Regions from separate parts of the Hordeum vulgare genome. Here region 1 is linked to region 2. A link is a contact called in public Hi-C data. All regions are on one chromosome and are shown on one strand. Each heading gives the region's core, a stretch centred on a gene start, on an enhancer-like site or on the middle of the called end of the contact. The rest is flanking DNA. Distances are from core to core; before and after follow the strand shown.

The links. A called contact is a pair of places that touch in the nucleus more often than the background predicts.
Region 1: a Hi-C map of leaf shows a contact between it and region 2, with 3 times the contacts expected there. The contact joins two enhancer-like sites. A contact is called at or near these places in 2 of 6 Hi-C or Micro-C datasets (leaf and seedling).

What each region holds. Positions count from the first base shown.
Region 1 is chr6H:511,785,592-511,790,111 of MorexV3_pseudomolecules_assembly, reverse strand. No RefSeq gene overlaps it. Among protein-coding and RNA genes, the nearest start is that of LOC123403269, 79 kb to the left of the region's middle. Within about 2 kb of position 2,476, at least 2 of the 3 cell types and tissues checked have open chromatin away from gene starts, as enhancers often do. A contact at or near this core is called in leaf, where this site is marked.
Region 2 is chr6H:511,327,893-511,332,473 of MorexV3_pseudomolecules_assembly, reverse strand. No RefSeq gene overlaps it. Among protein-coding and RNA genes, the nearest start is that of LOC123400959, 78 kb to the left of the region's middle. Within about 2 kb of position 1,588, at least 1 of the 3 cell types and tissues checked has open chromatin away from gene starts, as enhancers often do. A contact at or near this core is called in leaf, where this site is marked.

The DNA of each region.
Region 1 (4,520 bases), core at 1,227-3,726, 460 kb before region 2:
GGCCAAGTGAGGCAAGGGACATTGGACGAACAAAAGCAAGGCACACACAAAGAAAAACGATAATTCAAGTCTAGACAAAGCAAATGGCACAGACAAAGAAAAACGATAATTCAAGTCGAAGCCCGGGCTCAGATGAACCAGGTGAACAGTGATATGACTATCAACACATTTTTTTTTGCAAGATGTTTATATGTATGAACTTCGTGTAAATTTTTGTGAAGTTTGAATATTCGAGGAGCTCATTACAAAAATAATTAAATTATGTGAACATTGCTATTGTCAAAAGTTTCTCATTCATTTGAAATTTGTTTTTTTCCACAAGCTCTTCAAAAGTTTAAACTTCACAAAAATTTACACGAAGTTCACGCGCAGAAGAATCTTGCACCATAAAAAATTGTTTTTTAAAATACATTTTACTATAAACCGTGTTACTGTTTATGCCCGGGCTCTTCTGAACCCGGGACTCAAATCACTGCTCTAGGCCTGACTAGGACGGGTGATGTCATTCGACTGAGACTTTGTTAAGTGTTAGTCGACTGATTTCTAGCCACACCCAATAATAAAATCAAACCGTCACAACAGTCAATACTCAAGCTAATACTCTCTTCATAAACTAATATAAAAGCATTAAGAACATTATCTTAATAATTTAAACGTTTTTAGAGCAATTACATCCGGTCGATCTAAACGGACGACGCTTTTGTTCGGATTTTTGTCCGTTTGGATCGGCCCACCGAACACCAATGTTCGTTTTCGCATTTGGAACGCTGGTCCGATCCATTTTGTGACAATGCGTAAAAAAATGTAGACATTTATAAAAATAAAAACAAATATAAATTAAACATTAAAGCCGGTCACGAAGACCGACGATAGTCCACATGTCCTCATTACATTATAATTTAACATTAAGAAAACTAAAATGCATGCTACCCTAGGCGTCCTCGTCGTCGGCGTCGGGACCGGTGAGGTCGGGCTGTGCCGGCGCGGGGGCGGGACCGCGGGAAGTGCTGGTGGCGGCGGTAGCGCAGCTCGGGCGCGCTCCTCCGTCAAGCACATCACCCTCCTATGCTCGAGGTAGGCGACCTCCTCCGAGCGTAGCACGCGGATATAGACGACGGGGCGCTTGCCCTTGTTTTAGCTGGTGCCGGCCATGGTTGCTCGCTAGGTTTGATCGCCGACGAGGAAGCAGAGAGGTGGTGAAATAAGGACGGGGTCTCGAAGAAGATGAGGCCGAACCTGCCGCACGTTCGGATTAAAAAAGGCCGACCGCGATCGCTGACGCGTGGACCTGCAGAGGTGGCGGTCATTAATTAAATTGACTGCGGATAGTTGGGCGATCGATGGATGTGGATAAGACGAACACCAAAAGGGTGCGCGCATCTCGCGTCGATGCATTTCAGTCTTAAATTAAATTTAAAAATGTATCGGCGCGGATGTCGTTTGTTAATGGTTGCACATTAGGCCCTGTTTGTTTCATAAGTCCTAAGACTTTTTTAAGTCCCAACTTATAAGTCATAAGTCCCTACCTGTTTGTTTAGAAGGACTTATAAGTCCCGAGTCCCTACCTGTTTGTTTACAGGGACTTATAAATCCATATTACACCTAATAAAATACACTTTGTTCACATAACCATGCGGACCAGAAAACTCCAGCGATGCAGAAACGGGGCGACGGGGGGGGGGGGGGGGGAGGGGGGACGAACCGAGGCAGAAAACGGGACGACGGGGCGACGACGGGGCGGGGCGGCGACGGACCGGGTGGCGACGGGGCGGGCGGCGACGTGGCGGTGGGGCGGCGGCGACTGGGGCCTGCGAGCGACGAGGGGTAGGGCGGCGGCCACTCGATCGATGCGGGAGACTTTTTCCGCGGGCTACCGAGCAATAAGTCCCAATAAGCTCCTACTAGAGAGTCTTATTTGATAAGTCCCAAATCATCATAATAAGTTTCAATAAGTCCTTTGTGTTTGGTTTAGGTGGGACTTATAGGGACTTTTTTAAGTCCCAAAACCAATAAGTCCGTGGAAACAAACACCCTCTAAGCGGAGGCGAATTCAAACACACGACAGCGAATGAATGACCCGCTGCCTATACGTATCTGGAATGCACACAAATACTCCTTGGTCCTTGCAACTTGAGCCAGAAACACTGTAGAGGATCGATCACTGGAGAGCACAGTACTCCCACCACACAGCCACAGGCGGCCAGGACACGACGGGACATATGCTCGGCCTCGTCGCCACGCCCCTGCAATCCATCAATGGGGGGCCAGTGTCTTCATGATATCTCAAGGCAAATACACCATCACGAGCCGCGATCTACGTACTCCCCTACGCCCTACACCACCACCTAGCTCACAGCTCGCCCAGCCGATGGACGCTGGCTTTGATGACCGGCTACAGCCTACAGGTACAGGCACAGGCACAGGCACAGTGCCACGCCTCCGCCCTCCTGGCAGAGGCGCTGCAGCTCGACGTCTACTCCCTTCTACAGGCTTATCACTGTATGATCATACATGCAGACAATTCCCTCCTCTCTTTTCTAGTAGATGCGGCCGGCCCGTGGCCTTGCTTTCGTTTCGTTTCGTCTCTCTTTATTTCTTTATTCGTTCATGTGCTCTCGTTGCATTGCATGACGGGAGCAGCGCAGAGCAGCCTTCGCTGAGAAGCTTGGGTTGTGTGTGTGTGGCGTGTGCACTGTGCAGACGCGTGATGCGACCGTTGGAGTGTTTCCCCATGGTGGTCTAGATGGCTGCGGCTAGTCAATGCGGCAGCGGCCAGCGGGCACGTCACCTGCTGCGCGCTGCATGCATGAACACCGGGCATAAAATGCGTCGGGGTGGTACGGCGGGGCGATGCCGGACGTGCTGGATACCGCGGCTCTACGTATGTTTCCCGTGGGTGCTACACACACAGACGGAGGTGACACCGGGCCTGCAGAGAACGCCGGGGCCTGGAGTCCGGGAGCTTGATGTGCCCCGATGTGATCATGGGCAGTAAAACAAACGAAAGAAAAGGTGTTGCAGCAGACATGAGTAAGGGGCTGTTTGGTTCCTAACCACACCTTGTCACACTTTGCCATAACTTAACTTAGGCAAATTTAATCAAGTTAGGTGGGTGTTTGGTTTTAGCCAAACCTAAGGCAAGCATTTTTTAATGAATACTAAACCCCACATGTCATAGACACAAAAATTGTGGCAAGATTTTCTTAGACAAGCCAATGTGTGGCTAACAGGGGCTGTTTGGATTGTGACTATCTTTGTCATATCTTATCATATTATTTTTGTCACACTTGCCACACTTGACTTACTTCTGTCCACACATGTTGCACGTTAATTATTGATAAGCGATCGACGTATGACCGATCAAAGTTACTCCATCCGTGAGCTTGCTATATACTCGTACGGCTGTCCGGCCACGTAGGGGCGTGGTTAAGGTCAGTGTCAAATAGAGATATGGATTGGCTTTCAGGGTTTTGCCCAAACAAATGGACTGAGGGCATCCTGAAAGGCGTACATCAAACAGATGTTCTTCCAATCCTCTACTTGTCCGTTCAAGAATCAACGGCTGTGGTGCGATCCGAGGCCAGAGTTGATGGTGTCTGCAGGTTGTCCAGAACTCCAGACACCGCCTGGAGCTCCTTAATTTGGGGCAAACAACGGGATTTTGCCCATATCCGTGGACCACGGGCAACTGAGGGATAGCCTTGGAGGCAAATTATCCAAACCGCTCGGTGCAGTCGTATAACAGGGTTTTGATGAGCCGCTTTGAAAATGTCCTATGTTTGAAGAGTATTGTTGGGTGTTGTTTTCTTATCCGAGCAGTCGTTGAACTGTTGGGTTTGAAGAGTATTGTTGGGTGTTGTTTTCTTATCCGAGCAGTCGTTGAACTGTTGGGCTAGACATAAAAGCATCTACAGCCAAACTCAAATGACTCCTTCATACGCCCGTAATGACCGAATAAAAAAAGGATGTGAAAAAAATGACCCAACCAGATCCTCATATCATTTCTATACGTTCGGTCTGTTTGCGAACGATCATATTCATTGAAAATATGAGAAGGATATGAAGGCTTACGAAAGCGGCCAGACGCCCAGCGAGTTCACCACATAGGACCTGACCATATTTCAAATCTTTTTTTTTTCTTTATTCATTCTTTTTTCTCTTTCTCTTTGTCTACATCAATCACGTGCAAGTAACGGACAAATAAGGAACTCGTCCGGTCACTAATCGAACCCGTTTGCTGGCGTTAGAGGAGTCATATTTGTAATGTCCAGTTGTAGATGCTCTAAGGGCACATATAACCGGACCCACTACTCTGTTCCTAAACGTCCGACGGCCAATGTCCGATCAAAATATAGTGGTCCAACCGAATACCTTATTTCATCCCTATACGTCCAGACTTACCGGCACCCGTCAAACCCGTCTCAAATATGAGAACGATATGAGGGTGCTTGTACACCTCGACTTGACCCCCACATACAACCACTCAAGCTTGGCGGGAACGGTCGGGCAATTTGGCTAAT
Region 2 (4,581 bases), core at 339-2,838:
TTAAAAAAATCGCAACGGTTGAATTTTTTTCTCAGTGCTTGTAGAATATCATCTAAAAATGACATCGTAGAAGTCGTAAAAAAACAGTAGTCTAAAATATTATCAAAAATAACAATTTTGGAGCATCAATTTTTTTATTTTTGCTACGACTTCTACAAATGTTATTTTTTGATGAAATTTGTGAGCACTGAGAACTTTTGTCGATGTTTGCACAAAAATATTCAGAATTTTGTGAACATTGTTTGAATATTTTTGGATGGTACTGTTTACCCCGAGCTCATTTGAGCTCTGGCTCAAAAACATCACGTCCGCGCCCCGGGTGGAATGCACACCGAGTTTCTCTTGGCCATCTTCTCTCCGTCAGTAGTGTTTAACCGAACTTTCTGCCGGGTCCTGAGTTCTCTCGCCAGCACACATGGATATTTCTGAAGACCAACTCAACATGATCAGAGTAAGTGTGCCCAGCTAGCTTGATGCAGTCACGCTACTCCCATACGAAGTGACATCTGTACATCAGCATTTCGGTGTCGTGGAAGTGGTCTCTTTCGTCATCTACGTAGGTCTCATTACGCATGTTCTTATTTCCCGTCAAGTTTACATCAACAACAGTCATCTTGAACACATCAACCTCTCCTAATCTCCTTAATGCCTAGTTTGGTTAAGGGGGATTGGGGAGGTTTTGAGAGAGAGGGATTTCAGAGAATTGGGTGAATCCCTTTCTTTTACCCAATCCTCTCAAATCCCCGGGACTTTGCTTTCACTAGTCCCTTCAGGAGAATTTTGAAACACATGGATAGGAAGGGATTGAAGGGGAACAGAGAGGATTGGGCTAAGCAAACCCCTCCTATCAAATGGACGCCCGAGGATTTATGGGGTTTCTGACCCTCCCGAGGATTTTCCTATCTAAACCTCCCCAATCCCCTTAACCAAATGAGGCCTGAAAGGGATTGAAATGGATTTTGACCTAGAGGGGATTTAATCCTCCCCAATCTACTTCAATCCCCTTCAAATCCGTTGCAACCGAACAAGGCCTAATGCACATCACTGCTTGGCCTTTTTCCCCCTTTTTTCTTTTGCGGAACAGGCAACGGGAAGTAGTTCATAAATTCTTTCAGCATCATCCAGGACATGTTCCCGGATCAAAATGTCAAACTTGTCCCAATCTGTCTCACGAGAACCAGTTCCTCTGCAGTAATCCTGTTATTCTCTTCAGAACACAGTGGTCACTCACAACTATACTATTCCAATATTCCAACTGCTGCCAGTACTCCTATAATTATCACTAGGGAGATAAACTAAACTACCAGTGCTTACTAGTTTATCCCCCCGTCGATCGTCGGTTCGGCCATGCTAATCACACCACCACCAGCTCCCCATTTTCTCTATCAAATCATCAGGTGGACCAAAATGTCCTGCCGCATTGAAACAGCCATGACTAGAACCGCAGATTACACAAATCCCGAGCCAATTGATGGCTTGCATTAAGAAGCTAAAGCTAAAGAGTAAGGAAAGCACGGCGTCACCTAGACCCTAAAACCCAACGGCCACGCCCACGCCCACGCATCACTCTCCAAGTGCGTCCGGTGGTTGTTGCCGGATAGCAGCAACTCACCACACTACTATCTTGCAACCTACGCCATGGCTGAGCTTGCTAGCAGCTCGTGTTATGGGAGCAGGTGCGACGGCGACGGCGAACCCAAACCGGAGCCTGCAAAGAGCATAACATTGGTGGTGGTGGTCAGTTGCTTTTCCGATCTTGCTCTACTCTTGGTGGCAAAGGGAGCTGGTTCCATGTGCCGGGAGGAATAAAAAGAGGTCGTCAGTTCGAGGGGCCTGGAATAGGTCTCGTTTATGTTAGAATTTAATTAATCATGTAATTAGTTAAATTAATCTCTACTTGTAACCGCACGTGAGTCCCTCCCACGATGCGGAACCGACGTATTGTTCCTGAAGCGTCGCTTCCAGGAACCGTCTTCCCCTGACATATAAGTGTTCATCATCAAGGAATAAAGTTGAGAGTTGATTCATTTACATCTCTCTCTCGATTCGATCACAACACGTTATCAGCACTGCTCTTCCAGAACGTTTTCGAAGAGATCGAGGAGATCGACAAGCAAGAAAGCAAAAGGTGAGAAGGATGCCTCGCTCAACGCCGACGAACCTTCGCCGCCTGCAGCAGAACTACGTCCGTCGTCGCCGCCTCGCTGTTCTCCACCGCAGGTTTGGAGAGCGCCGCCGCTTCGACGGTCGGCGCCTCGGAGAGGGTCGCTACATCGGCCGCCGCCACGGCGCCGGTGGCTACCGTGCGCTCCGCCAAGGAGTGCCCCGTTTCCACGGCCTGGGCACCCGCTCCCTGAGCGGTGCTAATCCGGCGGACGGCGCCGCGTCCCTCGCCCCGCTCGCGCTGGGGGCCCTCGACTGGCTCCTCGCCGGCCCTGCCCCGCCAATGCTTGGGGCCGACGCGGCACAGTGAGCACCGCCGCCGGGTTTTTGGTGCTCTGCCCATGGGTGGGTCATCTGCCCACTTCATGGGGACGACGCCGCCGCCGTCGAGCAGGCGCCCGGACCCCTCTTCGAGTTGGGCTCCACCAGCTCCGCGGCTGTCGACTCCAACTCCGTCGCGCCGCGCCTCCCGTCTCCGACCCCGGCGGTTGTCGAGATGGGGAGCGGCTCCTTCGCGCCGCGCCTCCCGTCTCCGACCCCGGCGGTTGTCGAGATGGGGAGCGGCTCCACCGCGCCCGTGCCTGCGCCAACCGGGGCCTCCGCCTCCGCCTTCGCTTTTGGCTCCGCTGCCCGCAGCTTCTCTTGCACGGCGGCCGTCGACGCCATCGCGCCCGCGGCGCCGGCTACCCCCCGCGCCTGCCGTCTCCAACGCCGGCCACCCCCGCGCGCCTGCCATCCGCAGCACCGGCCGCTACTCCGCCTCGCCGCCGGTTGTTGCCCTTTGGCTTCGCGGCCTCGAGCCCTCCGTCGAGCGGCCGCGCCCCGCGCGCTGGATCCTGGAGCCCGACCTCCCTTGGGCTCGCGAACGGCGCCTCGCCTGGCTCCTTGCCCTCGGGCGGGACTTCCGACGAAGATGAGGACGAGCGCGGCGGAGGCTCTCTCGCCCGTCCCTGGTGAATGCTACGAAGTAGCACGCGCAGAGTTCTCCCTGGCGCGGGGCTCTGCCTGATGCGGTGCCGCTCTTGCTTTTCTAGAGCTGGCTCTGCCTTATCCTCCCGTGATTTGAATAAAGTGGGCGCTGCTGACGACATGTGCGCATCCTTGGGACACATGTGGTCTTGGTTCGATGGCACATGTGGTCTTGCAGCACTCCAACACACTTTAGTAGTATTTTCTAGTACTATTTGCTCTCTGCTTTAGATTACTTCTTGTACTATCAACAGTAGATCTAGCAGTAGACTAATCCCTATCTTAGATCCTGTTTAATTCTTGTTTCCAATACGTCTATTTCCAGTACTGTTTTCTGTAGAGTACTTTGTATTCTAGAACATATGTGATGTAATATATATTTCCATGTTTGCTACATGTTGAGATTTATTACCTCTATTATTTGTAATTGAAATTTCAAATTTCTTGCAAATAAAAATCAACCCCTCGTCTTAATTGAGCCTTTGGCTTAATACGAGCACGAGTTGATATGCAAAATTCCGAAGTGATTTTCTTTCAAATTGATGTTTTGGGACCACACAGTAGTGTGTTGATCTACCGCATAGCAGATTATCACCACTACGATTAAGCCTACATTCTATCATATTGATATTATGATTGCTTAATATTGTGCCCTCCCATACATTTTATTAAGTTATGACATAAGGTACTAGAAACATGAGTATCTACTGATTTTATCGGATTATACTCTCTAGTTCTGAGAGACGGACCCGAATTTTCTTTTGGGGCGTATCTACAATGTGTCAAACTTAACAATTTGAAAGTCACACTAATGATTTCAAGCCCATTTCTTGAAGTTATCATTAATTTTGCAACGTTCAATACAACGTAATCATGAAGGTTTTAATTTACCTAGTGTAAATTAATATTCTCTGGTTTACCCATGTAGGTAACCAATGGCTGGAAGAGAGTTCGATGCACTCGACCTCAATGGCCACAACTATCCTACCTGGGCCATGGACATCAAGATCGCTCTTGCATCCCGTGGATTAGTGCGTGCAATCCAGACTCTGGAAGATCCTCTTCCGGATGGAGTCACGCCGCTGAGAGATGAACAGAAATATGCCACCTTATACATCATAAGGCACCATATCCACCCAGATCTCAATTCTGAATATTTGGAGGAGGAATCCCCACTTACTCTGTTTCAGGCCCTCAAGACGAGGTATGAACAGCAGAAGGCAGTTGTCCTCCCGGAAGCACTCCATGATTGGACGCATATCCGACTCCAGGATTTCAAATCCATCGGGGCGTACAATCACGAGGTTCATAAGATATGTTCCAAATTACGCTTTTGCGAGAAGGAACCTACTCATGCGGAAAAGATAGAAAAAACTCTGTCTACTATGCTCCCATCTGAAAGGGTCCTCCAGCAACAGTACCGCGCTCGTGACTACCAAGTCTATTCCG